7 separate regions of the Mus musculus genome follow, and all the other regions are linked to region 1. The links are chromatin contacts, called in public Hi-C, HiCAR-type and promoter capture Hi-C maps. All regions are on one chromosome and are shown on one strand. Each heading gives the region's core, a stretch centred on a gene start, on an enhancer-like site or on the middle of the called end of the contact. The rest is flanking DNA. Distances are from core to core; before and after follow the strand shown.

Region 1 (3,945 bases), core at 810-3,309:
ATACATACATGTGATATGGACGAACATGCAGGAAAACATGCATATACATAAAAGAGAAGGCTACTAGTGCATAGGTGGTTCCCAGCATGAGAGACACAGGCAGGAGGATCATGAGTGTAACCCAGCCTAGACTACACAACAAACCTGTCCCAATAGTATCCAGATGAAAAAAGAACCAACTAATTACTGTTAACAGGAAGAGCATGCCATCTAAATAGGTGAGTTCACCAAGAAAACACAACTGTAACTCTGAATGCCTCTCATGAGAAAAGATGCAAAACACATGAAACAAAAACTGACATGCAGCAAAAAGAAATACGACAATCTAGTTATAGTTAGAAACCTCAATATACCCCTTTGGCAATTCATCAATCTAGCAGGCAGAACACCAGAAAAATAACAACTGTGGTACTGGCTACTAATGAGTTTGTGAAGCAAACAGTTGAGAGTGCCAACTTAAGGAAGAAGGAATTTCAAACTTTGATGTGTGTGTGTGCACGTGTGCATATGCATTTGCAAGGGCCACAGTACAAGCGTGGAACAGTTGTGGGTACTCTTTCATGCAAGTACCAAGGATCAACTTATACCAGGCTTGGCCACAAGGGCCTCTAAATGCCTAGCCACCACATGAGCCTTCCTCCTCGTCATTCAATCCAGCTCCTAGCCTACCTGGTGCTTACTTGCAGAGGACCTGGGTTCAATTCTCAACACCCCCACGGTGGCTCACAACGGCCCAATAACTCTAGTTCCAGGGGATCTGAAACCCTCTTTGAACTCCACAGGCACCAAGCACACTCATGATGCAGATATGCCTGGGACCCTAGATAAAGGGTCTAGGCAAAACACCATACACATAAAATAAATATTTAAAGAAAAAAAAAAGGAAACCTCGTTATCAGTAATTTAAGGGTTCCACATGAAATAATTTTCATAGACTACACTTCGTTTTGGGAAGTGTTGGCACTTTAAACCACAAAAGGTTACATATAATTGGGACCTGATCCCGATTAGAGCCTAAATTAAGTGGATCAGAGTCTACTTAAGGACTCTAGAGGCTCGGGTCTTGTTAGAAACCAGAGGCACAAGAAGAAAAAGAGAAAGGCTACGAAAGTAATCAGGGGAAGAAAGCATTGTTTTTATCAAGTGAAAATGTTAAGAAGCCGCGTGACTTAAACACAAGGATGCGGTGAAGTTCCCCCACGAAGGTCAAAAAACCTTGAAGGGTGTGAGATGTTAACAAATGTACCGACTAATATTTTACTAAGCTGGAAAAAGACATGCATATGGAAATGGAAAAGTCTGACTGAAACAATGAAACACAGGTTGATTGTTTGATGGAGGGATTATACTGTTTTGTTCTCGTAAGAACAAAAAAACAAAAACAAAAACAAAAACAAACAAAACCAGAACAAACACCAAGAAGGCACAACAAAAGAAATGACAGTCTCCTCCCGGGAGCCATTCAACAACAACAGACTGTACACAATAAGCCCCCGTAGCCTCCCCCTGACATCAGTCGGCCGCAGCCCTGGTCCGGTCCGCATCCTAGCTCAAGTTCAAGGTCCTGAGGGCCACGCCTGACCCCAGGACCCGGAAGAGGAGCGCTCCCTCGGGCTCTCCTGGTCTGACTCACCCCGCAGCAACCGCGGCGGTGGGGACAAGGCCTCCCTCAGGGTCCCGACCCGACCGCACTGCAGAGGGGTGTCTCCTCAGTGCCCGGCTCATGCCGGGGGCAACAGCGACGCCAGCACCTGTCTAGGCGGTCCCACCTCCTCCCACGGCCGGAGCCCGACCTCAGGCCTGACCCCGACTGCCAGGGCTTCCCCCGCTGACACGGCGCGGACGGCTTGTCCTCACGGTCCTACAGACTAACGCTGGGGTTCCGTAAAAGCGGGACGTAGATGGAAGAGGGAGACAAAGATGCTTAGGTCTAAGGAGGGCACGCTCACCTGGAGGGATCCGGACGTGAAAACGGAAGAAGCCGACTTCCGAGGAGCCGCTCGGCATCCAAAATGGCGACTCCCTCGACCTCCCCACCGCGGACTCGAGCGGAGGAATCCAAGGGGGCGGTGTTAGCCACGCCCTACCTAGCAGGGATTGGCTGCGCACACAACAAGGGGCGGAGCGAGGGACTATTTCCCACGGCGGAGGCGTGGGACCTGACTTGTGACACTTAACGTCACGCAGTGGGTTGAGTCATTTGCTAAGGGCGCGCCTTGCAATTTGCCCCGGGCGCGGCGGGGCGGGTGGAGGCTTCTCCTGGATTCTGTGCCCGGTACCCTTGTTCCAGATTCTTCCAGCCCCTGGAAAAACCGGCTGCAGACTGTCTCGCAAACGCCCGCGGATCCGAGCGGAGTCTGGCTTCCCCACTTAGCTCACCGGTCGGTCGGTCGGTCGGTCGGTCGGTCCTGGGACTCCGACCTCGGAGGGATGGTTGGGCGAGATTCAGCGCTGTGGAGCCGACTTTCCTCCACCGCCTCTCTTTCCACCGACACTGTCCGCCCCGCACCTTCACTAATGTACTCTGCACAGCCTCCACTCTCGCTCTTATTTTGTATCTGTATTCAGAGGCTTTTCTGGGCTTGAAAGCGAGAAAGAGCCTTCCTGTTCTCTGGCTCTTGGCCCTGCTATGAGGCCACAGCTATCAAGACCAAAACTGTGGCTTGTCTTGGGTCAGTGGTAAAACGAGGACTGCAGGTTACTTTGGGAGGATAATATGAATTGAAAATAACTGGCTTGTAACCATGTGCCGCTGTTCAAAGCTCCAGGATACTAGGACCTTAGAATTACACAATATTTGGTTCCCATAAAATGTTCAGATCGTTCCCCCAGCAAAATATTTGCATAGAAAAATTGTAGTTCTGCAATGAGATCATGACATTTGTGGCTAACACTTTCTACACACACAGTCCCAACAACAAAGTACAATGATAGAAAAATTTCCCCTGAAGCACAAATTAGTTTATTGGGCTCATTTACAGACCATAGGTGACAAGTCACTTAACAAGCAAGTGAGTAATCACTCTCCTTCAAATAAGCTTGCACTGGAAAGTATCCAGTAGAAATGAAGGCTTCCTGGCATGGATGGAGCCCACTTCCCTACTGCTCTCCAGCCCACACTCTAGCCCCTCCCCAGGCTACACGTAATTAGGGCGGAAGTACGTTCAACAGCTGGTATCGATTGCAGGCATACCCAGGTGAGGGTTCCAAGACCCTCTTGGCCCCTCCTTCAAATATGATGATCTTTGGGCACAGCTACATTCCTGAAGATGGCTGTTGTTTGGCTCCGATGATAGAAAAGTATCGCAGCACTTAAGGGGCAGGTTGTTCATATTTAAAGTGCCTAGGGACAACCCAACCGAAGGTGCGAATGTGTGTGGACATTGTTTAGATACAGTTTCAAACTAACCAATCCTTTTTTTTTTTCAGATGAATGTCATTAGATAATAAAGGCATACATATCAGATATTGTTATTTTGTATAAAATCTTTTCATGTAAGAAATGCCTATGTGTATAAAGGTAAAATGGCAGCCATAAAGCTTCAGTTTGTTTGTTTAATGGTGATGAGGACTGGAGTGTCCTTGCTAGCTTTATTATGTTTTCAGATACTGAAGTCAGGGCTGAAGAAATGGCTCAGTGGCTAAGAGTGAACACTGTTTTTCCAGAGGACAAGAGTTGGGTTTCCAGCACCTGTGACAGGTGGTTCAAAACCACCTAATTTCAACCCCAGGGGATCTCTGTAGTGGTTATTCCTGGTTGTCAACTTGACTATATTTGGAATGAACTCCAATCCAGAATTGGAAGGGTCACCAGTGACCCTGATCTGGAGGCTGGGAGATAGAAGTTTCTGACCTGGATCTTGGTATGGAGATCTTGAAGACAGTGAGATCTCTGAGTTCAAGGTCATCTGGGATTAAAGGTGTGGTGGTACACACCTTTAATCT
Region 2 (3,945 bases), core at 799-3,298, 2.8 Mb before region 1:
TTGTTTTCCTTGATCTAAAATGTTGCATATTACAACTCTGGGAGAGAGGAGGGAAGATCAAAAGGATCCCTAAGACCCTGGCTTCTCCAGACTTGAATGCCTCTGGGCGTGGCATGGGTGGCCCCGGCCTCCTAGGATCTGTAATAACAGATTTATCTAAACACCAATTAGAAACTGCTTGTAACTGAACAGCTGGATTGGCCGGATGAAGCCATCTCAGGCTGAAGTGACTGTGGCTTGTCATGTACTCTCTCGAGGACTCTGCAAATCTTGGAACAGTCCTTCCTCTACCTCATTTCTACCATGGAGACATTGAGGTTTATACTGTCACAGCCCGTAGTAAAACAAGCTGACAGACTCCTGAGCAACCCTCTTTACCCAGACACTACTTCTCTGAGTATCTATTGCAGGCTATAGCAGGGCCCCTCTGACCATTGGTAGCTCAGCACACATGACAACATGGGTCAATACCAGCCGTTATTTCTATATCTTATCTATTTATCGTGGATGTGTATATCATTGTGTAGAGGTCAGAAGAGGACTTGAGCTAGTTGGCCTTCTCCTTCCAACATGTCCCAGAGACTGGAACTCAGGTTTGGTCCAAAGTGTCATCACTCAAAGAGCCATCTCAACAGCCTTTAAGAGCACACTCTTTGGAGCTGGGGCTAGAACTTTGACAAAGCATGCACAGAGCTCAGGATTCAGTCCCCATCAGTGAATAAACTGGGTGTGGTGGCCCTCATCCTTCTCTTCGGAGTTAAAGAGGATAAGAAGTTCAGGTTTATCTATCCTTGGCTATATGGGAAGTTCAAAGGCCTATCCCGGGCTACAGACTCTGTCTCAACAAAACAAACTCACTCACTGCCCAGCCCTTTAGCCCATGCAGTGGTGTTTCTCCTGAATGAAGCAGGGTGAAAGGTTTTGATTTTGTCTGTCAGGGTGGGAGTGGGCGGAGCAGGGGCCCAGGGTGGCTGTGTTGTGGATTCTGTGGCTAAGTGACCTATGGGCATGTCTGAGAGGGATGGCTTCCTGACTGGAGCAGCTCACATGCCTATTAAATTGTTTCCGCCTGCGAAGTTATCTCTGACGGTTGGAGGACCCATAAATTCATTTTTAAAACTAGTCTTTAATTACAATTTCTCTTCAGGTTTTTCTGAGATGTAAAACCTCGAGATCTCCAGCTGGTTCTAGAGTTTCTACCTCTAACAAACACTCTTCTCCCCTGGACTCCCTCTCGGCTTCACCTCACCGGAGGAGTCTACACCAACTTCCAGGGACCACGGAACTGCCAGCGAGGATGTCGGATGGGGACCTAAGAGGTCGGGACGTGGGAAAGAAAGGTGGGGAGGAAGAGCCGTTTGGGCTTTAAGACCGGAACCTCCTGGATTCCTGCTAGACCAATCTGCAGCTTTTGCAAACAGCCTTAAAGTCATCAGCGCCCCGCTGCGGAATTCAAAGCTCAGCTTGTCATAATAGTTAACACCTTCTTTGACCAGCCTCCTTTTATTTGACAATTTTTCTTTTCTGTCCCTCTCTGTTGCCACCGGGAAGGTTTTTAGGGAGTCCCCTCACATAGCGAGCCGCCCCTTGGCGTTCAGAAGATTTTCTGGGGTAGCCCGTTTGCAGGGTGAGTAGGTTTCCAGGTTTCGGGAGCGGGGCGTGGGGGCGGGGATGGACATGAACGATTTTGTAGGTCCCCACTGGTCATCCGGAAAGTTAACGATGCTTCAGGTACTAGGCTAGGGACAATGACAGCCTTTCCAAGGCTGCTGGCCCGGAGGTCGGCGTGGAGCAGCTGAGCCTTGGGCTGCACTGGGGGTCCCTAGTTTTCTAGAGGCAGAGGTTGCGACTCTCGATTCGGAGGGGCTAGGTCCACGACAGACCCCGAGTCTGGCGAGCGCCAGCCGGTGGCCGGGCACCGGGCGCTCCCGCGGGCTCCGGGAGCCCTCCCACTCTTGCCAACTTTCCCTGCCCTGGTGCCGGAGGAGGGCGCCTTTCCCAGTGGGTCGCGCGCGATACTTAAGGCGGCTCTGCTGGGCAAGGCGGTCGTCAGTCGGAGCCCCAGCGGCACCGTGGAGGCAGTGCGCGGCGGCGGGAGCCGGAGGAGGAGCATGGAGCCGCCGCGGGCCTGCTGAGCACCGGAACGCCGGCAGCCGGCGGCACGGTGAGCGCACCCAAGGGGCCGGAGCCTCTTACCGCGACCTGGGGACCCTGGGGCTCCGGCCGCTCAATGCTTCCCGGCGGCAGTCGCTTGCACCATGTTCCCTACCCCCTCCTCCCTTTCTTCCGACATCCTGGGCTCCCGCAGCCTCTCCTCCCTTCCTCCCTTGCGGCTCTTGTTTTGTGAATGAATTGGGGGTGGAGGGAGGCTGTGCGGGGAGCGAGGCTAGAGTGCCCCTCCCCCCAACTCACGCCCGCAGGGGGTTCACACCTGCGGGGACACCGAGATCTCCAGCGATCTGGTCCCTACAGCACAGGTTTGTGAGATGAGTTCCTCCTCCTTGCCGGTTCAGAGAGGTCCAAGGGTGCCTAGGAGAGATTGGAGGAGCTCCAGCCGCTAGTGCAAGTTTCTGTACTGCCGTGCGTGAGCCCGGCTGCAGGGCGCACCTGTCAGTGGGAGAGTTGCTGTTAATCTTGCAGCCCTCAAAGTTCTACTGCTGGGTAGGGAGGTGTGCGTCCTTGCCTGGAGGTTTTTATTTCTTTTCATTGTCCTATGGGACATGGATCCCGTAAAGCGCCCCCACCCTCGTGCCCTTGAATCTAAGTGCGCCTTAGCTAGCCTGGGCGAGCTTTCTTGGATCTCTTTTGAGAGGATGGAGGAAGCGGCCCAGGATATAAGATCACATTCTGGTTAACCGGCTTGGGGAAATACAGTGTCCTCTCTGGGCAGAGGACCTCAACAAGAGCCCGTGCCAGAGCCTGACTGTACATAGAATATCCAGCTGCAGAACCTTCCTGGGTCTTCTGTAGGGAGATGGGTACCTCTTAATTCCTGAGGGGGAGGGGGTCTGGCCCCCGGATGGAGGGGGCTGGCAACTGCAGGGATGCTGCCTTTGTTTGCAGGCACTCCTTTGCCAAGGTACCTGGGGCCCTGAGAAGATGAGTAGGGTCTGGGCTGGCAGTTGTTCCTTGGCTTTTCCGTTCCTTCCCAGCAGAGTCGTGGGAAACCTGCACGTGGGTGTGGCTGTGTGGCTTTAGCCAGCGGGGTGAAGCTCAAGCCGGGTGAGGAGCGTGGCGAGAGCTTCCTTAGCTGCCTTGGACCTGACCGGACAGCCTCTGGAACTGCACCGAGGCGGGGCGCCAGGACGCAGGTTGCTGGGCCAGCCACAGCACCTCCCGTCCCTTCCCAGAACGAGGCGGGCAGTAGGGCCCGCAGCGTCCCCTATGTATCAGCTCTAGCTGGAGACTAGGCAGGGGACGTATGCCTGGGGCTCCCTGAGCTGGGTGTGTGCAAGGAGGGCTGGGAGTCCTACAGAGGAAGCATGCGGCGGCTCCCGGGGCTGGTAGGGCAGGCCGCCCAGAGGACATGCTTCCCGGAGAGGCCAAGCTGCCAAGAGTTCTTTCCAATCTACACTGCTGGAAGAATGCTTTTGCGGATTTAAGCAGTGACTGTTCCGCACCCATCCTATGTGATGGATATCTCTGGCAGCAGAGTCTATTCCTATTGGGATGGTGCCTGGATTCAGGGAGACCAGGATTGAAGCAGGTTTCCGAAGTGAGGGGTCATTGTCTAAAACAAGGATTCTCCAATCTGGACAGGTAGCTAAAGAGACAGGAATGGAGGGCAGCCGCTCCTTCCCACACTGCTTCCTAACGCTCCCACCTGGGAAAGCCCTTAGGGGCTAATGTGCATCCATTGTCAGGGAAATTACCTGAGATCTGAGAAGCAAGGAACCATTAGCATCCCTCTTGGGGACATGGACAGTAAGTCTTTGGGCAAGGTCA
Region 3 (3,945 bases), core at 603-3,102, 2.7 Mb before region 1:
TTCTTTTTTTAAAAGATTTATTTGCTTATTTTATGTATGAGTAGTGTTAGGAAAGACCCACAGGAGAGATGGTTGTGTCATGTGACATGATGGGGTGTCCAAAGGCTGGAGTGATGGATCTACGAGTCACTGGAATTCCAAGGGTGTCCAGCAAGTGTGCCTTCCGCCTAGCAGGCTTCAAGGGAGCATGGCCCTACCAGTAACTTGAGTTTTAGACCTCCAGCCTCTAGAACTCCTGGGGTCTTTTTTTTTCTTTTTGGCATAATTTTTTTCTTCCTGTGAACTCAGAACCTCTGGAAGAGCAGCCAGTGCTCTTAACTGCTGTGCCATCTCTCCAGCATCTCTCCAGCCCCGACTGGTTTTTTGAAACGGGGTCTCTTTATGCTGTCCTGTTGGTCTTGGAGCTTGCTGTATAGTTCAGGCTGTCCTCAAACTCACAAGAGATCCTCTTGCCTCTGGCTCCTGAGCGCAGGTTATTAAAAGCATGTGCCACCATGATCTTTATTGTAGCTATGAGGGAGGGAACAGTCAGAGGCATCCGGAAGAGCCCAGAGCTGAGAAAGAACAGAGTGGACTGAATAGGGTCAGCTGACTGGACCTGACTGTGAGGGGAGCAGGAGCTGTGCAGAGAGGGAGAGACAAGACAAGACCAAGAGGGCACAGAGCTGAAATCGCAGGGTTATGAGGAGAAATGAGTAGCTGGGGAAGGGAAGCCCATGAGTGACGTTTAGGGGAGGGAGCAAAGCGCACATTAGCCCACAGACCTGGAGGCTAGTGTGCGCTTCCCTATGCTGACAGGCACCTCAGACAGCCATGTTCCTTCTGCCAGTGGTAAGGGAAATGACGTGGCTCCTTTGATAAAGGGGAAGCAGCTCCAGAATCTCAGGAAATGCAGTTTCCTTTGCACCTGACACAGAGAGAGAGACCCTGCCTGAAAAAAAGAAGTATCTGGGCATGGCAACCCAAAACTTTAATCCCAGCAAAGGCAGGCAGATCTCTGAGAGTTTGGGTGGGCAGGAGTGTGGCAATCAGAGGACAACTATAAGAAGTCTGCTCTCTTCTTCCACCCAGCAGGAACTGGGGATATTAGCTCATTTGTCTTGTGCACAAGTGCTTTTACCTGCTGAGCCATCTCGCTGGCCCAGAAAAGTTAACAGTTAAAAACTAGCACAAACTTGGTGGTGGTACAAGCCTTTAATCTCAGAACTCAGACGGCAGAGGCAGGTGGATCTCTGTTCGAGGTTACGCCTGGTCGACAGCCTGAGTTCCAAGACAGCCAAGGCAACACAGTGAAACCCTGTCTTGAAAAAAAAATAAAAATAAAAACCATCACAAAACAGGCTTTAGAATCATTCTCTCATAACAGTTACCTGGGATTGAACCCACAGTGTGACATTCACTATGTATACATTAGTTCATTCATTGTCCCCTAAGACAGGCAAGGTAAATACTAATTAACATAACCTATTAAATAGCGGGAAAACACAGCTCCAGGGAGTTTACTTTTTATGGTTAGGTTTACTCAAGTGGGGTACAGATTCTACTTGTTCCCTCCGCCCCGCCCCTCACTCTCTCACAAGGCACGCCCTTGGTCGGCCCCGCCCACCTGGGCTCCCAACTCCGCCCAGAACTCCCCATCTTTGTCCACGTCCAGCCCCGCTCCTCTCCCGGATCTACCAGGCCCCGCCCCCGTCGGCCCCACCCCTCACTCGGCGGCTCCGCCCCTCACTCCGGTTTTACCGGCCTTCGGGCTGGCCCTTTACCGGTATCCCACCAGACCCCGCCCCCGGCAGGCCCCGCCCCTCTTAGAGGAGCGGTGTCTGCAGTTGCAGGCCATGGCCACAGGGCGGCAGCCGCGTGACTCGGGCTGGGCCGCTCTGGGCCGCGCTCCTCGTTCACCCTCGGACTCGGCTCCCACTGCTAGTGGCAGCTCTGCCCGCGCCGAGAGCCGACCTGCCGGGCTCCTAAGCGGCGGACCCACCACCTCGGCTCCTCCGAGCCGGACCGAGGCCGCAAGCAGCACCGCGGGGTGTGGGGCGGACCCAGGATATGAAATGACAACGTCAACCCTCCAGGTACTTGGGTGCGGCGCGCCCGCGGAGGCCCAAGGCGGCAGGGCCTGCGGGCCGCGGAGCGGACGGGCGGTGGCCTCCTCGGAGCCCGGCCTGGCGGTCCCTGTCAGGCTGCCTCGTCCCACCCGCGCTGCAGCCTCTCCCGCGCTCGGAGCCCGAAGGACGTCTCCACTGAGCCCCGGCCCAAGCCGAACCGGCGGGCCGGAGCCCAGGACGCGCAGCCGGGGCTGAACTGCCGCCTTGCAGCGGCGCCGCCTCCCCCTGAGCGCGCCCGGGTCCCGCAGGTCGCTCCGGGAGCGGCGTTCACCCGCTCCTGCCAGGCGCCCTGGCAGCCCCCTGAGCTGCTTCCAACGAGCCCCGGGTTTCTCGGCCAGCCACCCTTCATTCATTCCCTACGTCCTGCAGGGTGATGCTGGGGTGGCGCCGCCCGGATGAAGGAAGGGCTCGTTCTAGAGCTGTCAGAAAGCATAAACACTGTCAGGCCTCAGGCTTGTGTTTAAATCCCAGCCCTGCCACTCACCAGTGTGTCTAGGTTTTGGATGTTGGAATGTTGGATTTCCTCATCACTAAAATAGGCAGTGCCCTTGTAGGGTGGTTGTCAGACGACTTGAGACAATAATTCAGGGAAAGCAATTATAACATAGGTTCAGCATATCATGTACTCGGTAAGCCTTTGCTAATAAAGTAAGCGTTTGGGTGGAACCAAGTAAGACTTTATGAAGGAAGGGACTTTAGCCAGAGCATCAAAGAGTGAGTGATATTTGCATATCTGGTGGTGGTGGTGGCTGCTCCAAGTAGAAATACAGGAGTAAATTTCTGTTCTAGGCTTGAAATTAGATGGAATTCAGAACTAGAACCCACCATTCACTGCAGAAACTGTTCTGTTTGTTCTTAGGGTTAAACCAACTTCGGCCTGATCCCACCTGCCTGGCCAGAGTTAGCACTACATGTGAACCAAGAATATTATCCAACTTTTAGGAAACAGTTTTATGAAGAGCTAGCACTCATGCTATAACGGTCACATATTTAAACTGTACCATCCAGGGCTTTTAGAGGTTTGAATCATCACCAAAGAAACTCTACGCCTTTAACCACTGCTCCTCAGCCCTACTGTCCCATGTAGCATACTCTGTGGCATTGTACGTTGTTGTGTTTGCGTGCATATGTATGTATGGTGTGCATGTGTTGTCTGGGTATGACAGTGCCCGCACACGCATTCCCATGACCTGCCCGTGTGGGGAGGTCCGAGGATAACATGCACGCATCGGTTCTCTTCTGGATGTTCAATTCAGGCTGTCAGACTCCGGTAGGAAGCGGATTTCTTTTTTCCTGGGATTTCCTTTATTCTTTGACGTTTCATACATGTCAACCATGAGTCTGGGTCTTGTGTACTTCCAGCTCCACCCCCTACTCCTGTGCCCCCCCTCTCAGTAACCCGCTGTGCCCAGTTAGTGCTTCTTAAATTTTGATTGGTCTTAGTGAGCTCATCTGGTGCAGGTAAGCTGCATTTCACAGCACCCCTCCAGCCTCTGGCTCTTTCCTCCCCTCTTCCAGTTTTTTTCTTGTGCCTTGGGGACATGGGTGATAACTCTCAGGGCTGAGCCCTCCCTCAATAGACACTAATCTCAGTTAGGAGTCTGCATTGACTGCTAATCATCTAACCAACTCACCACCACTGAGAGGAGCAACTTCTCTGGCCTAGATTATATCTGTGGAGATAAGTATAAATACTTAGAGGACAGATCAGCATTATGTCATCTAATAAAACAACAGTGTAGATTCTTCTCTAGGCCTGTGGTCCCTAAGCCATGGGCTTCTGACCAGCTTTACAGCGCCAGATCTGAATTCTTCCCTGTACAGCAGGCCTCAGATC
Region 4 (3,945 bases), core at 451-2,950, 2.6 Mb before region 1:
ATGGAAAGCGTCTACAAATCCCTTACTAGCTGGACTTAAGGCTGGAGAAGTGGCTCTGTGATCACTGCTCTTGCAGGGGACCCCAGCTTAGGTCCCAACACATATACCTAGTGGCTCACAACCACCTATAATTCTAGTCCCAGGATATCTGACACCCTCTTCTAACCTCCTTTGGGCACATATGGTGCACAGACATACATGCAGGTGAGATACACATTTTAAAGTAGCTACTAATATTTTTCTAATAGAGCACTAACCACTCTATAAGCCACACTTTTGCCCTAAGATTCTTCAGGTCTTCATGTTATGTGCTGCTATGTATCTTTCGCGCTCCCACTTAAACTTTCTCCACTTTTCTATAGTAATTCCAGAAACTCGCTTTATGCAGTCCTGAATCTCTTTTCAGACATATGGGGTACACAACCTGTTTTTAATATCCAAGCTTCCAAAGAAAAATTGACCTGCTGGATAGCAGAACTAAGTGTATTAGATCGAGGGCCTAGAAATGTAACATAGCTTAAAAAGGAAATGCTTTTTGACAACCTACAATGACAAATAGGATCTGTCAGCTTCCTATCGATGGACATTTTGAAGCTGAGCACCTCCAGCCCACATTTATATAGGGTTAACTATGTCAGGCTCAATGAACTGCCTTGCATAATTTTATTTATTTATTTATTTTTGGTTTTTCGAGACAAGGTTTCTCTGCATAGCTCTGGCTGTCCTGGAACTCACTCTGTAGACCAGGCTGGCCTTGAACTCAGAAACCCGCCTGCCTCTGCCTCCCAAGTGCTGGGATTAAAGGCGTGCGCCACCACCGCCCGGATGCATACATTTTTTAGTTTGTTTGAATGTCTCATGTAGCTCAGGCTGTCCATGAATTCAATACTCAGACTAGGATGATGACTCTGTGACTCGAATACTGGGATCACAAGTGTCAATAAGACTGGCTGAATGTTTATTATTTAAACAACAGCCTATGAGGGAGTAGTGGACTCCTAGCTTCCAATTCTTGGAAACTTACTAGCTGTGTTCTTGGACAAGTCACTTCACTTCGACTTCCTCGTCTGTAAAATAATGACGCTACCTACCTAGATGGCTGCTGTGAAGTTTAAGTGGATTAACAAGGCAATCAGGAGAGAGCCCTGTACACTACGCTTGGGTCATGACGATAGCGTCCTGGCAGATACAATGACGCGCCCGTCCCCATCAGGCCAGCCGCACCTGCAGCTCTGCTGGAAGCGGGGCAGACGGTCGAGCAGGCGCCCGAGGGACGCCTCCACGTCGCCGAAGAGCCGGTGGATGCGCTCGGTGCACTCGGCCCCGCGAATGAACGTCTTGTAGTTGGCGAAAGCCAGGTCGCGCGTCTGCTGCAGCCGCTGGGCCCGCTCTTCCGCCAAGCGCTCGGGTTCGCGCCGCAGCCGGTCCAGCCCGGAGCCGCTCAGCTCCCGGAGGTAGCGGCCCACGTCGGGCTTCTCACGCCACTGAGCTTCGGGGAAGCGGTCCCGGAATAGCGACGCCAGGAGGCCCTCATCTTCCACCTCCCCCAGCGCGACGGCCGTGGCTGTCGTCGTGGCCGAAGCGGTCGTGGAGGGCTGGAGAGGGAGAGCGGCCGCCATCTCTCAAGCACGGTACCGTCACTTCCTCTTCAGAGCCGGTTTCGCTCCTGGGAAACGGAAACGATTGGGGGAAACATTTCCCGTCTCTATGGTTTCTCATCTAGCCGGCTTTCGGTCCCCGGAAGTCCGCCACGGTAGGCGGCGGCTGCGCAAAGATCACGGAGAATTAGGCTAGAGAGACACGCGTTCGTGGACCCCAGGAAGTGGGCGGGTGGGAAAGTGACTTCCGCTTCCGGCTCTCCAGGCACGAGGATTCCCGGGAGCCAAGCAAGCGGCAAGATGAGGCCCTTGACTGAAGAAGAGACCCGGGTCATGTTTGAGAAGATCGCGAAGTAGTAAGAACTGGAGAGGCGGATGAGGGACGGGCGTGCGGGGAGTGGGGATGCGGCTCCGGGGCGGGACGGTCCCGGCTCAGACGCTGGTCTTGTTGCCCTCAGCATCGGAGAGAACCTTCAACTCCTAGTGGACAGACCCGACGGCACGTACTGTTTCCGGCTGCACAACGACCGAGTGTACTATGTGAGGTGAGGTGGGGCGTGCTGCCCACTGCGTGGCGGGCTGGAGGCGTGCATCCATCCCTGGTCGTCACCGGGTACCTTCCTCCCGCGCCCCTGTAGTGAGATGATGCTGAAGCTGGCCGCCAACATCTCCGGAGACAAGCTCGTGTCGCTGGGGACGTGTTTTGGGAAGTTTACCAAGACCCACAAGTTCCGCTTGCACGTGACAGCTCTGGATTACCTGGCCCCCTATGCCAAGGTACGTTGTGGGGGCCTGGTCTCCAGGTTGCCATCCGGGATGAAGTCCCGGGTGACGGCGGCCAGGTCAGAGCACAGATTCTTTCCAACGAGTTTCTGGACAGCGTCAGCCTAAGAAGTTGTTTGTCGATATTGCTGCTTGGACACGTTTAGGAAGGGTTATGGCCATGGAGCTGCATAGCCTAGTTGTCTACAGGAAAACAGGCCTCCACCGTGTCAGCTGGATCTCAGAAAGCAGAGACGAAGACACAAGTGCCAGTGGTGAGGGTGATCCTAGGGTCCAAGGGGAAAAAAAAAGGAAATTGCTGATTATGTGAGCATTTCGATGTAAGGTTGAATTTCGATGTTAGGTTGAGGAAGGAACTCCATGGTGAAAGATCAAAAATTGGGGTATCCCAGCACTTGGGAGGCAGAGACAGGCGGACTTCTGAGTTCGAGGACAGCCAGGGCTACACAGAGAAACACTGTCTCAAAAAAAAACAAAAAACCCACAAACAAACAAAAACAAAAAAGTGGGGGGGGGGTCCAAACAACTTAAAGGTTCCCCACCTCTCCTTAAACTCGGAAGCAGCTGCTAATCCGCATTTAGGGATATAGCCCAACATCCTTGTGTCTTGGCTTTTAACTCTCTTTCAGTATAAAGTGTGGGTAAAGCCGGGAGCAGAGCAGTCCTTCTTGTATGGAAACCATGTGTTGAAATCCGGTCTGGGTCGAATTACTGAGAACACATCTCAGTACCAGGGAGTGGTTGTCTATTCCATGGCGGACATTCCTCTGGTGAGTAGCCACGGTAGCCATCCATCACGGCAAATGCCAGGTACCCACTGGAAAGGATGAAGTTTCAGTCAGCAGCTCGGAGACTGACTTCTTGGCTCCTTTCACAGTTCTCAAAGATACAGCTGTTTCAATATAGTTTTTGTTTTGTTTTGTTTCCTTATAAATGAATGTCTGTTCTTTCAATTCCAGGGTTTTGGGGTGGCAGCAAAGTCTACCCAAGACTGCCGAAAAGTGGACCCCATGGCAATTGTGGTGTTCCACCAAGCAGACATTGGGGAGTACGTACGCCATGAAGAGACACTGACTTAGGACGGTCATTCCAAGAACATTTTGCTGTGTGAGAGGACTTAGCTTTGTTTCCTGTGTGCGGCCATCAGATTAAATCTGGACAACACTGAGATACGCAACTTGGGTTCTTATCAACAGAAATGGCGTGAAAACAGGGTCTCTGGCCCTCTAGAGTCAAAAGCAGGTGGATCACAAGTATAAGGCCAGCTCAGGCTACTTGGAGAGTTCAAGGCTAGCCTGGGCTACATAGTGAGCCTTGTCTCAAAAATCTAAAACAGACAAACCAGAACCTGAGAGTGTTTTGTGTGAGTAAATAGAGTGTTTCTGTTTTGTGTCTGCGTCGTCTTTGTTTGGATCAGAAGACTTGCTCTGAGTGATGGTTTCTAAGTTACTTCACTGAGGACAGGAGCCATCTTACTGTTATCTGTGATAACACTGTTTTCCAGGCTCATGATAGCACAGTGGACTTTCTATTGTGTGTTAATGTTAAAGGTAGAAACGGCCAT
Region 5 (3,945 bases), core at 661-3,160, 2.6 Mb before region 1:
AAAACAACCCAAACCACAGAGCTATCCTCTCCACAGCTAGAGGGCTTACTACTTACTCTGTCTGTCTCTCCCTCCACCTGCTCTTCCCTCTACCCACGCAGAAAAGATTCCACAAGGAGTCTGCAAAGATCCCTGACTTCTGCTAGACAATAAAATAAAATAAAATAGTAAAAATGTGTCTTACAGCCTCCTTGACCAGTTTTCTGCTGGATTCAACCATAGAGTCTGTCAGTGTGAACTCTGTTTTAATCATCTCCAGCACATTGATAGCTGATTCCAAGGGTGTGAGCTCAGCCTCCATATCAAAGGAACAGTCTAGGACAAAACACAGTTTCCACTTTAAGCTCTTTGCTAAGGAGGAGCAAACATGTCCAAAAAGTTTACATAGCTATTTATAAAGCATGCAAACACCACAAGACTCATTTGTACAAAGAACCATGCAAACCAGGCATTTAATCTCCTCACTCAGGAGGCAGAGGGCAGAGGCCAACCTGGTCTACACAGTGAGTTCAACAGCTATGGCTATGTAGACTCTTTTAAGACTCTGTCATTAAAAAAAAAAAAAACTAATAATATAAAAGGGCCATACAGACCCAGTAAAGTTTGCATTTATTTGTTTATGTCCTTGATATATGGTTCAAATTCCAATCAACATATTTCTTTTTTGTTTTTCAAGACAGGGTTTCTCTGTGTAGCCTTGGCTGTCCTGAAACTGGATCTGTAGCCCAGGCTGGCCTCGAACTCAGAAATCCACCTGCCTCTGCCTCCCAAATGCTGGGATTAAAGGTGTGCACTACCACTGCCCGGCTGGCTTCAACGTATTTTAAGTGACTATCTTTCAATACTTTTTAATACAGCTCAATTATAACATATATGTTTGCCTCCAAAATCCAGAATAACACAACTTCCTCAGATACAAGGGGCCAACAATGAAGAGAGTTTGTTAAGTAGCTGCCAAGTTCAACTTGTGTGTGGATGGGAGAGTGTTCCCACTTTACTATTTGGAGGAAGAGGGAGAAAGATGTGTCCTTATTGACGTAACTTACTTGTAGCAATAAAAATGGGTGTGCAATTAACAGGTGGGAGAAAACAAAACAAAAGACAGCCAAGAAACTTTAACTGGAGAAAACCGGAATTAGAGAATTCAACCACTGTTGAATGAAAAAGCCCTCCGCGGTGGAACCAGTAGTGCACTTTAACCCGGAATCTTTCAGTTCCGGATGTTAAGTTTGAAAATAACAAAACCCTACGTAAGTAAGCCCAGAAAAGAACACACAAAAAATAGCCGTACCTAAATTTTCTCCTTCTTCAATGCGCGACAGACACTGCATAACCCGCAGCAACCGGGACACCGTATGCTCCTTCCCCAAGGGCCTGACAAGCAACGCTGGGAAAGAAGACATGGTTGGCTCCGCGAGCCCCGGACCCCAAGTCATGCCCCCCAAAACCATGTCCTCCTCCCCGCGGCCCGAGCCGGCTCTCACCCTGCATGATGTCCCGGATCTGCCTGAAGTCCCGGTACCGGCTACTCCGAAAGGCCCGCAGCGCCTCGTGGAAATAGAACTTGAGCACCCAGCGGTTGACCGCCTCCTCCAGGCGAGCTTCCCCCGCGCCCCGCTCGGCCGCGCCTCCCAACCCTGGCTCGTGTCGCCCCCGTCGAGCCCGCCCGCCGCTGCGCGATGCCCGTCGGCTCGCCGCCCGCCCGCTGCTATCGCTGCTCCCGCCTCCTCCCGCCATCGTGTTCGACCGCCGCTCGCCCTCCCCGCCCTCCCCGCCCTCCCGACTGGGCCGTTTCCTTGGCTGTGACGCCATCGGGTCACGCACAACGCCCGGGCCGGAAGCAGGGCCCGCTGTCCCGGCTCCCGCAGCCATGATACCGACGGGGTTCCGAGCCGCCCGCGGGCTTCTGGGAGGGAAAGGACCGAGGCGGCGGGGGGTCTACCCACCTCCTCGGCATCCGTAGTTCCTCTTGTGTCTGCTGCAATGCTTGCTGGGGATTGGAGTCCACACAGCCCAGCCAGGCGCGCTATTTTGAAGACTACGCTGCAGACTTGGGACAGTGTAAAGAATATGAAAAATAAGCGCGTGCATAATGTTAGACATTTCGCAAATTGTGAAAAGCAGTACAGTAGAAAGAAATTACTTTGTTTTGTTTTGACACAGAGTCTCACTGTGTATCCCTGGTTGGCTTGGAACTCAAGACATAGAACTCTGCCTCTGTGTTGCAGTGCTGAGATAGTGCCAACATGGCCAGCCTTTTTTTTTTTTTTTTTTTTTTTTACTTTTTTTCTTTTTAAAACATAGGTTTGTTCTGGGAATCAACGGAGGTCCTCGCCATTCTAGAGCAAGCACTTTATCAACCGTGCACTGTCCCCAGCCACCTAGTAAAAATGTATTCTAAGACAGGCCCTGCAAAGTTACCCAGGCTAGTTTTGAACTCATGTCAGAGCCCATCCACAACATGGCTTTGGAGCCACTCTCTAAAGCAATCCTAGCTATGGTAATCCAAGCTGCTTGGTGATTCCAGCCTGTTTGCCTTACTTAACAGGAGCTAAACTATCTGCCTTGATATCCTGACAGGTCTGCTTCTTATTGTGTAAACCTTGAACAAGTTACTTCTCCGTTTGTGTACCTGTGCCCCTTTCTGTCAAGTGGACATCGTGAGGATTGTATTAAAATGAACTGAGTTACTATTTCTGGTTCCTGTAGCTCAGGGTTCAACAAATTGTGTGTGTGTGTGTGTGTGTGTGTGTGTGTGTGTGTGTATACACAGAGATCCAAGGATAACTTTTAGAAGTTGGTTTTTGCCTTTCATTATGTGGATCCTAGGGACTGAAATCAGGTCATCTGGCTTAGTCTCTGGCAAGCATCTTTATCCACTGAACCATCTATCTTGTTGCTCCTGGATTCCAATTGCTTTTCATGAACTCATCCAGAGCATGCTTGGACAATCTATTTTTGTTTACAAAAAAAAAAAAAAATCTGATTTTTAAGTTTGGTGCAGTGGTCCATGTCTTTACACCCAGTGTAAAAGTTATAGCTCTGAGGGGAAAGTATCTTGGCAGTCAAGAACCAAGGAATATCACAAAGTCACACTATACGACAAACCTCACACACAAGAAATTTACTGGGAAGGAAGGAAGACTCAGGCTCAGGCGAGAGGCAGCTGGATACTGAGTAGAAGGCAGGGTTTATGTGGGGTTTCTTGGGGTGAGAGTGGAGCAGGGCAAGTTTTCAAGTCCAGAGCTTGAGTTTTTTTACTCTGTAGGGTGAGGGCTGGCTGGGTCCAGCCATTAGAGTGGTTAGAGTGTTCTGTGGATGGAACTGGTGGTTGGAGCTCCTCAGGGGCGAGGCCTGGCAAGGGAAGGTTTCTCTCTAAAAAGTATTACATCTGTGCTTCAGCAAGGGGGAGGTTGCCACAGTGGAAGGTGTTACACCTCTGTTCTGGGAGGTATCCTGTCAATCAGGGGACAAAGAACTCCACAAAATCACACTGTACAACAAATCTCACACAAGAGATGTGTTTGGGAGGGAAGACCCCAAAAGGGTGGCTGCCTCTGCTTGGGTAAAAAGCAGCAGTGAACTGAAGGAAGACTTTATATAGGGTTTCTTGGGGGGTGGGAGGTGGAGCTTCCCAGAGTGGACAGTTCCAGAATGGGGATTGGTGGGATTTCAAGGAAGTGTGGCATTGTGAAGGCAGGGTTTTGAGATCTTAAATGCTCAAGTTACGCCCAATATGAAACACATCCAGTTTCCTTCTTGCAGATCAAGATGTAGAATTCTCAGCTCTTTCTCCAGCACTATGTCTGTCTGGATGCTGCCACACTTCCCACCATGATGGGAATGGACTATACCTCTTAAACTGTAAATCAGACCCAAATTAAATGTCTTCTTTTATAAGAGTTGCCTTGCGGGCTGGAGAGATGGCTCAGAGGTTAAGAGCAC
Region 6 (3,945 bases), core at 825-3,324, 2.5 Mb before region 1:
AGTTCATATTGTTGTTCCACCTATAGGGTTGCAGTTCCCTTTAGCTCCTTGGGTACTTTCTCTAGCTCCTCCATTAGGGGCCGTAAATGTACTTTTTAAAGGTGGAGCTGATGCAGATTTTCCATAAGCCCTAAATTCAACCACGTATAACTTTCTGGATTTTTTTTTTGGAAATCTTACTGCCTCACAAATTTTATAATAGGGTCTGTGGGAGAATGGCGATACAAGAAGCAAGCTCTTTGCTCTGTGTTTCATTTTCACTGTTTTGTAGGGATATGCAGTTTACAAATCTGTGTGCTCACTCCTACATGCACAAGGAAGCTGGAGGAGTGGTCACGTGTCTTCATCTGTCATTCCTCTTCAGGTTCCCTGAAAGAAAGTCTCTCCCTGAACTTGGGGCTTGCTGTTTTCAGCTCTACCAGATGGCCAGCAAGCTCTCAGGAGCTGCCTTCCTCCACCACCACCCCAGAACTAGAATTACAGGCATAGGAAGGCCTGCCGGGCTTTTACTGCCGAGGGAGGGAATGGTTAAGTCGTCACTTTTGCTCAGCAAGTGCTCTGAGTCTCTACTGTGGTGCCTTTCCCCTGTGCTGGCTGGTTTTGTGTGTCAATTTGATGCAGGCTGGAGTTATCACAGAGAAAGGAGCTTCAGTTGGGGAAATGCCTCCATGAGATCCGGCTGTAAGGCATTTTCTCAATTAGTGATCAAGTGGAGAGGGCCCATTGTGGGTGGTGCCATCCCTGGGCTGGTAGTTGTGGTTCTATAAAAGTGCAGGCTGAGCAAGCCAGGGGAAGCAAGCCTATAAAGAACATCCCTCCATGGCCTCTGCATCAGCTCCTGCTTCCTAACCTGCTTGAGTTCCAGTCCTGACTTCCTTGGTGATGAACAGCAATGTGGAAGTGTAAGCTGAATAAACCCTTTCCTCCCCAACTTGCTTCATGGTCATGATGTTTGTGCATAGAATAGAAACCCTGACTAAGACAATGGCTTATAACCTGCAAGCATAATAAACCTTCTACTTCTCCAGCTGGTTTTGGTCAGTATTTATGAGAGCCATCAGAGCAAACTACAGTACATAGTTTGTGTAATTAGGAACTTAGGTTATGGAAAGTAGACATGGTGGTGTCCTTTTAAGCCAGCACATGGGAGGCAGAGGCCTCTGAGTTCCAGGACAACCAGGCTTACATACTGATACATTTCTAAACAAACAAACAAACAATAAAATATTAGTGAAAGAGGTTGCAAATAGTTTACAGAGTCATGAGTGCTAGGTTGTGAAGTAACACCGTGAAACATTTTAGGATGATCAGCCTCTTAGTTTTCACCGCAATTAAAGAGAAAGGCTCGCAACCTTGCACATTAACTTAGAATTCCAAATTACCTAGACTTTTAGCAAGGGTCATTTGAAGTAAATCCTATTTTAGGCCATTTAGAAACTAAAACAGTGTAGATGAGCCCTGATCACTGAAGAATTCAGTTAGAGATTGTTTTGTCAGTAGTGGAAGAAACTTAGGACATCTACCCTTGCCCCAACTGCTGTCCTAAGGCCTTGTACCTAAGAGCCATGGAGTCCAACGCCACTTGTGATTTACACAGTGGATTGCTGGGCTCACGCCTCTCTTAGCACACTCTCTTTAACACACATCCCAAACCTCTGGGCAAGGAAGGTAGAGGTCACCACACCCATTTTAATTGTTGAGCCTTTTGGAGCCTAAAGGGAACCAGTCTGGGGGACAGCAAAGCTTGTAACCCCGGGGGCTGCAATTCTGGATGGGAAGATCAAGGGAAAATGCGGGTCCGTTCATTCGGGGACCCAGGGTGGCAGGAAGGGAAAAGAGACGCTGGAAACCGGCTCTTTTCTTTTAGGGCCGGGCCTGCCCATGGGCCGAGCAGAGAGAATGCTCTCCTGTGGTGACACTTGTCACCCGGCCACGTTTAGGCGCTGGTCCAAAATCACGATATCTGATTGGCAAGGTTGGAGGGGCTGGTCGACGCCGATTGGCCAGTCGGACGTCGGACCAGGTTTACCCGGTTACGGAAGCCGAGGAGGACCCAGCGCGGGCCGGCAAGTCAAGGAAGTTAGCGGTGGAAGCCCAGATAGCGGCGGAGAGGGCTTCGGATCCCATGGCGACCCCGGAGGCCAGCGGCAGTGGCGAGAAGGTCGAGGGCTCCGAGCCCTCCGTCACCTACTACCGGCTGGAGGAGGTGGCGAAGCGAAACTCGGCGGAAGAGACGTGGATGGTGATCCACGGGCGAGTCTACGATATCACCCGCTTCCTCAGCGAGGTGCGGGCCGGGGAGGCGGGAGGCCTCCGCGCGCTGCCGGGGTGGGGGTGGGGAGAGGCCACGCGTGGCTGTCCGGCGCCCGGAAGGAACCGTGACCCTCGGAGGGGCTGCAGTCTCAGCCTCGACTGACAACGTGCGTTTCTCAATGCATGGAGCACTTGCAGGATGCTAGATCACACGCCAGGCCATCAACCCGTTTCCCATAAAGAGAAACTGAGGCTCACGGAGGCCGGGAGCTCTCAAGGGCACACACTTAACGACCTAATCGAGCCCAGTTCAGAACTGCTCCTTTCCAGGAAGTATGCCTTAGAAAGCAGTGCTTTGGGGGGCTTTTATTTTCTAGAGGAGAAGGCAGTTTTTTTAAAAAGTAAAAACAATTAAATTTTGTATGTGGGGGGGGTGGGGGTGGGGGTGGGGGCATCTGCATCTGCGTTTGGTGCCAGAGGTCAGAACCCCAGGAGCTGGATAAGAGGAGGTTGTGAGCCTCCTGATGTGGGTGTTGGGTACTGGATCTTCCGAGAAAACAGAACATGTGCACATGTGCTCTTATCCAGTGAGCTGAGATTCCTCCCACCCCTGTTCCTGGTTAGGCAGTAGAGTGTGTGGGGTGTGTGTGTGTGTGTGTGTGTGTCCGTGGAACTTTTATGTAGAGCAGGCTGGCTTCGAACTCAGGGATCCTTCTGCCTCTGCCTTCTGAACGCTGGGGTTAAATGTGTGGGCCACCAACACCTGGCTTTCAACCCTTTTGTTAGTGCTTCAAATCAAATCTTATTACTCAAGATCTCTTTGAGACTGTTGGGCCACAGATAATTTTCCTCTTTGTGACAGGGCGTTTTTCAGCTTATTACATAGTCTCTGTAGACCTTGAACTTCTAATCTTCCTGTATATGCCTTTCTAGGGATCAGATCGCTCATGCTTATTAGGCAAACACTGTCAACTATATTACACCTCTAGCTGGGGTTTGACAAGTGTATTTGACCATGTAGTCACTACAGTAAGGAAAAAGAACATTTCACCCCACTAAGATGTTACTCTCTTGTTCCTTTGCTGACTGTCAATCTTTTTTTTTTTTTTTTTCCAAGACAGGGTTTCTCTGTGTAGCCCTGGCTGTCCTGGAACTCACTCTGTAGACCAGGCTGGCCTCAAACTCAGAAATTTGCCTGCCTCTGCCTCCCAAGTGCTGGGATTAAAGGCGCCACCACTGCCCAGCCTAAAGATTCTTTTTTTTTTTTTAAAGATTTATGCATTTATTTATTATGTGTAAGTACACTGTAGCTGTTTTCAGACGCACCAGAAGAGAGCATCTGATGTGAGCTACCATGTGGTTGCTGGGATTTGAACTCAGAACCTTTGGAAGAACAGTCAGTGTTCTTAACCACTGAGCCATTTCTCCAGTTCTTGTTTTCTCTCTCTCTCTCTCTCTCTCTCTCTCTCTCTCTCTCTCTCTCTCTCTTTTTTTTTTTTTTTTTTTTTGGTTTATCGAGACAGGGTTTCTCTGTGTAGCCCTGGCTGTCCTGGAACTCACTCTGTAGACCAGGCTGGCCTCGAACTCAGAAATCCGCCTGCCTCTGCCTCCCGAGTGCTGGGATTAAAGGCGTGTGCCACCACGCCCGGCTTTTTCCTCCTTTTAAAACAATGTTTTTTTGGCTTGAACCCA
Region 7 (3,945 bases), core at 949-3,448, 2.5 Mb before region 1:
AGAAAAGGGCATCAGATCCCATTACAGATGGTTGTGAGCTACCATGTGGTTGCTGGGAATTGAACTCAGGACCTCTGGAAGAGCAGTCAGTGCTTCGTAACCACTGAGCCATCTCCCCAGCCCTACTATGAGTGTTTTCCTTTGTGTAGTCTGATCAGCTGATGTGTATCTAAAGGCAGATCTGCAGTTGTCAAGATGTCCTTTGTTCCATGCCCTGATCTGTATGGGTACTGCACCATGCAGATGTCAATACCTGTGGCCACATGGGAAAGAACACACTATGTATGATGTGGGAAACACAGAAACCTAAAATACAGGGTTCTTCCTGAAAACAATGACCAAAGAGAGATCATGTGACCCAGCAATTTCCCCTCCTCCGTATGTGCCGTGAGTACTGAGAACATGTTCAGCAAGGCCTAGTGTCATATATTTGTAACTCCACTGCTCAGGAGGCTGAGGCAGGAGGATCATGAATTAGAGGCTAGCCTAGAGTATATGGCAAGATTCTGACTCAAAATAACAGTGTGGGGTGGGTGCGAGGAGGCTGGAGAGATGGTTCAGCACTTTAAAGCTCTTATAGAGAACCCAGGTTCAATTTCCAGCGTCTACATGCGGGCTTACAACTATATGGAGCTCAAGCATGATCATGGTACACATACACACATGCAGGCAAAAACCTCATACACATAGAATAAAAAAAAATAAAGAAGAAAATAGATGTTCATATAAAGTATATAAAATACCCACCGTAGCCTTTTCAAGTATCCAGAGATGAAATGCAGTGTGTGTACACGTGTGCATGTACGTGCACACATGGACATGTGCATGATGGAAAACTATTCAGCAGTAAGAATTAAGGAGTTACTGATACATGGATGAGTTTTGAAAGCATGACATTAAATGAAAGAAAAACCAGACACCAAAAAAATCACATACAATATGATCCGACTTATGTGACATGTCCAGAATAGTCAAGTTCAGACACAGATTGGGACAAATTGGACTTGACAGGGATGGAAGGGTCATGTTGCTAGGGACTGCTTGTGAATATAGGGGGATGAAGGCTTCAGTTAGTGGTCATGGCTGTTTAAGTATAGCAAAGGCCCTACACTGTAGGGCCTTTTTTTTTTTTTTTGGCTTTTCGAGACAGGGTTTCTCTGTATATCCCTGGCTGTCCTGGAACTCACTCTGTAGACCAGGCTGGCCTCGAACTCAGAAATCCACCTGCCTCTGCCTCCCAAGTGCTGGGATTAAAGGTGTGTGCCACCATGCCCAGCTCCTACAGTGTATTCTTAAAAGGGTGAATTTTATGATATATGAATAGAAGCACAACACTTTATTTTTAGACAGTGTCTGTCTATGTGGCCCTGCCTGTCTTAGAACTCATTTTCTAGACCAGGCTGGCCTTGAACTCACAGAGAGCTGCTTGCCTCTGTCTCCTGAGTGCTGGGGTTAAAGTTGTCTACCACCATGCCGGGATAGCATTCTCCTTTTCAAAGCTATTTTAATTTTGTGTATGTTGTCTGTGTGCTGGTATGCCCACATGTGTGGGTGCCTGAGGAGGCTAGAAGAGAGTGTTGGGTCTCCTGGTGCTGGAGTTACAAAAAGCCGTCTCAATAGGTGAGCCATCACATCTCTCCGGGCTCAACCATCCTTCTCTGTCGTTCATGCTTCGAGACTGGGATATAGCTCAGTGACAACAGGAGCTTACCTGGGATGCTCAGGACCCTGGATTCAACTCCCCTGCAAGTACTGCACTAAAGTAAAAAAAAAAAAAAAAATCACCTATTCAAAGCAGGGTGTGGAGTACCTAAGACAGGCCAGCCCGGAATTGGTCCTGGAAAGCAACAACTGGATCGCCCCAAGGGCAGTTTAATGATGGTACCAAGTGCAGAGTGTAGGGAGGGTCTAGGGAAAATTTGTCTCAAGTCATAATGAAGCAGTTCAGGGTCGGTGGAGGGGCAGCCAATACTATCCTGATCTGAAAAGGGGTGTAGGGGCAAGGTGTGAGCGATCTCCAGGAAGAACTGTGGAGGAGGGCTTCCAAAGGGGGCTTCCACATTGAGCAAGCTCCCTACTGCATCCTGTCCTCCGCTCAGCCTCTCCTCTGTGTGGACACCCATCAGGGCACCCACCTGTCAGCCAGTGGGACAGGGGCTTAGGCAATGGGGGCCTTCAGTGCACAGTGCGCATGCGTGAGTCTGACATCTACAGAGGCAGTTGGCATTGGCCCCATTCAAGCACTCCCCGAGGTCTACAGTGGAGAAGAGAAGGCTGCCAAGCCCCTGTGAAGAAGAAAGAGACTGTGTATCGTCCCAGCCCCTCGTGACTTCACACTGGGTGTGAAGACAGAATAGGATCCTGAAAGAGGCCGACTTTAACGAAAGGAATGAGTGTGTGCACTTTTGGACATGGCGTCTAGATGTCCTTCCAATTAAGCGGTGCACAGTAAGTTGGGGTGAGTCCTGGTGATGAAGGTGCCCTTCATGACCATGGGGAAGCTTGGAAATGGATACTAAGCACCCCTGGGGGTGTATTAATGCAAGTACAGAAGGACAACTCCACGCTGAGGGACACCCCTCTGGGGCTCAAAGCCTAGGGTTGAGCCGGAGAGTCTGATAATGGGCAGACACCCAAGGCCTGCTCTTGGAAGCCAGGATGTGTGTGGACTGCGCCCTCCCCGGAGGTTACCCCGAGTGCTGGCGCAGCTCTCTGGCTCAACCGCCCGAGCACTCACGGGGCTCCTTCCAGCCTTTATTGGGACATCTGCCACCTCCCAGGTCCTCCTCTTCCAAAGCCAAGAAGGGTCAGAGGAAGGGAGTGTCCCTGTATACCAACGTAGCAGAGCAGCTTCTGAAAGCTGAGGGGGGCCCCCAGGGAGAAAACATGGCCGTGCCAATTTTGAAAGGTCCCCAAACGACTTCTAAAAGCACCAAGGCCCATGAGTAAGACTGCGGTGCTGGATGGAACGCGGGGGCAGGAATGCTGCCCAGATCCCTGGCAGGAGCTGCGGGAAGAAAGCAGGCCAGGGCGCTGCCTCTGCAGCAGACGCATTGTCCCCCCTGTTCTGTGGGCTCTTGGGTATCTCTGTCCAGGCAAAGCCCGAGCCCACCCGTGGGCAGCTTCTAGCCTGCAAGGCTCAGCACCCTGCAGGATTCTCTTCCACACAGGTCCCTCACCTCTGGCTCCACGCCCAGCCAGTTGCCCACAGACTGGAAAACAAAGGAACACTGCCTTCCCTGGAGACCTGTGCTTAAGGGATGGAAGGGATGGGCCTTGGGCAGGCTGGGCGGATACTCTGTTGATTTTTTTTTTTTTTTTCCGAGTGCAGAGACTATGACAGCCAATTCCTGTTGGAAGTAGCTTTGTTTTCTTTGGATGGTGGAACACTTTTCCTTTCTCGTGACTGTGGCAGTTTTGGGTCATGTTTAGGATGGTGACTAGTTAGCCTAATTATGTGCCTTCCACAACCACGTTCTTAACCTTTTGGGGCACAGATGTTATTACAACCTTGATTGAGAAGAGGGGTCACCTCTTCTCTCTCCCCTCTGCGCCTCAATCGGAGCATTTAACTCCTAGTGGGTTAGGACTCTTTGTAGAGGCCAGGAGTGCGTAGCTCAACAGGTTCAAGGCCCTGAATTCTGTCCCAGTTTGGGGACAAAAATGAGAAACTGTTGGGTTAAGGAAAATAAGGAAAGGCCCTTCCTGTCCCCCTATATTCTACCCTAGATTTCCTTCAGTCTGGTTTTTAAGATTCCTAGCACTGGTTGGGTCAGTGCGCCCTGCTTGGCTCCTGTCTGAATCAGTCCATGTGTCTAGGCACGTTTCTAGCTAAGGCTGCCTCTGGGTGAAGGCTCCAGGACCGCACCACGCCTCTCTTTCAGGCATCAGGCTATTCCAGAGGGATTTGTAAGCTCTTTGTCTTATCTCTGTCTCTCTATTACA

The links. Promoter capture Hi-C pulls out the DNA fragments that hold promoters and counts their contacts. A called contact is a pair of places that touch in the nucleus more often than the background predicts. HiCAR-type assays count read pairs that join an accessible place to other places.
Region 2: a contact with region 1 is called in a HiCAR-type map of astrocytes, with 8 times the contacts expected there. The contact joins the promoter of Has3 here to the promoter of Ist1 in region 1. A contact is called at or near these places in 1 of 39 promoter capture datasets (cranial neural crest) and 1 of 115 datasets of contacts at active chromatin or transcription factors (astrocytes).
Region 3: a HiCAR-type map of astrocytes shows a contact between it and region 1, with 4 times the contacts expected there. The contact joins the promoter of Vps4a here to the promoter of Ist1 in region 1. A contact is called at or near these places in 3 of 115 datasets of contacts at active chromatin or transcription factors (the 230-238 cell line, astrocytes and embryonic forebrain).
Region 4: a Hi-C map of B cells shows a contact between it and region 1, with 8 read pairs. The contact joins the promoter of Cog8 here to the promoter of Ist1 in region 1. A contact is called at or near these places in 7 of 39 promoter capture datasets (the C10 cell line, cranial neural crest, hippocampal neurons and 3 more), 1 of 484 Hi-C or Micro-C datasets (B cells), 4 of 115 datasets of contacts at active chromatin or transcription factors (the 230-238 cell line, astrocytes, embryonic forebrain and 1 more) and 1 of 9 other capture datasets (liver).
Region 5: a promoter capture Hi-C map of second pharyngeal arch cranial neural crest shows a contact between it and region 1. The contact joins the promoter of Terf2 here to the promoter of Ist1 in region 1. A contact is called at or near these places in 4 of 39 promoter capture datasets (cranial neural crest, hippocampal neurons, pre-B cells and 1 more) and 4 of 115 datasets of contacts at active chromatin or transcription factors (acute myeloid leukemia, astrocytes, embryonic forebrain and 1 more).
Region 6: a contact with region 1 is called in a promoter capture Hi-C map of pre-B cells. The contact joins the promoter of Cyb5b here to the promoter of Ist1 in region 1. A contact is called at or near these places in 4 of 39 promoter capture datasets (cranial neural crest, frontonasal cranial neural crest, hippocampal neurons and 1 more), 1 of 484 Hi-C or Micro-C datasets (B cells) and 1 of 115 datasets of contacts at active chromatin or transcription factors (large pre-B cells).
Region 7: a HiCAR-type map of astrocytes shows a contact between it and region 1, with 5 times the contacts expected there. The contact joins the promoter of 4930517G24Rik here to the promoter of Ist1 in region 1. A contact is called at or near these places in 3 of 115 datasets of contacts at active chromatin or transcription factors (astrocytes, embryonic forebrain and large pre-B cells).

The regions. Positions count from the first base shown.
Region 1 is chr8:109,691,235-109,695,179 of GRCm38.p6, forward strand. It overlaps Ist1 (increased sodium tolerance 1 homolog (yeast)), which reads right to left and starts at 2,060. Exons shown (of 10, transcript NM_028018.2): 1 at 1,950-2,060.
Region 2 is chr8:106,868,788-106,872,732 of GRCm38.p6, forward strand. It overlaps Has3 (hyaluronan synthase 3), which reads left to right and starts at 2,049. Exons shown (of 4, transcript NM_001331048.1): 1 at 2,049-2,164.
Region 3 is chr8:107,029,417-107,033,361 of GRCm38.p6, forward strand. Vps4a (vacuolar protein sorting 4A) reads left to right here and starts at 1,853. Exons shown (of 11, transcript NM_126165.2): 1 at 1,853-2,075. The coding sequence starts at 2,055.
Region 4 is chr8:107,055,037-107,058,981 of GRCm38.p6, forward strand. It overlaps Cog8 (component of oligomeric golgi complex 8), which reads right to left and starts at 1,701. Exons shown (of 5, transcript NM_139229.4): 1 at 1,225-1,701. The coding sequence starts at 1,619. It overlaps Nip7 (NIP7, nucleolar pre-rRNA processing protein), which reads left to right and starts at 1,841. Exons shown (of 5, transcript NM_025391.2): 1 at 1,841-1,954; 2 at 2,057-2,143; 3 at 2,237-2,375; 4 at 3,011-3,151; 5 at 3,341-3,945. The coding sequence starts at 1,899. The coding sequence ends at 3,460.
Region 5 is chr8:107,094,638-107,098,582 of GRCm38.p6, forward strand. It overlaps Terf2 (telomeric repeat binding factor 2), which reads right to left and starts at 1,911. Exons shown (of 10, transcript NM_001371065.1): 1 at 1,485-1,911; 2 at 1,292-1,387; 3 at 185-315. The coding sequence starts at 1,872. Mir7075 (microRNA 7075) reads right to left here and starts at 1,469; the gene lies at 1,388-1,469.
Region 6 is chr8:107,148,587-107,152,531 of GRCm38.p6, forward strand. Cyb5b (cytochrome b5 type B) reads left to right here and starts at 2,075. Exons shown (of 5, transcript NM_025558.5): 1 at 2,075-2,287. The coding sequence starts at 2,126.
Region 7 is chr8:107,203,132-107,207,076 of GRCm38.p6, forward strand. 4930517G24Rik (RIKEN cDNA 4930517G24 gene) reads left to right here and starts at 2,199. Exons shown (of 3, transcript NR_166499.1): 1 at 2,199-2,458.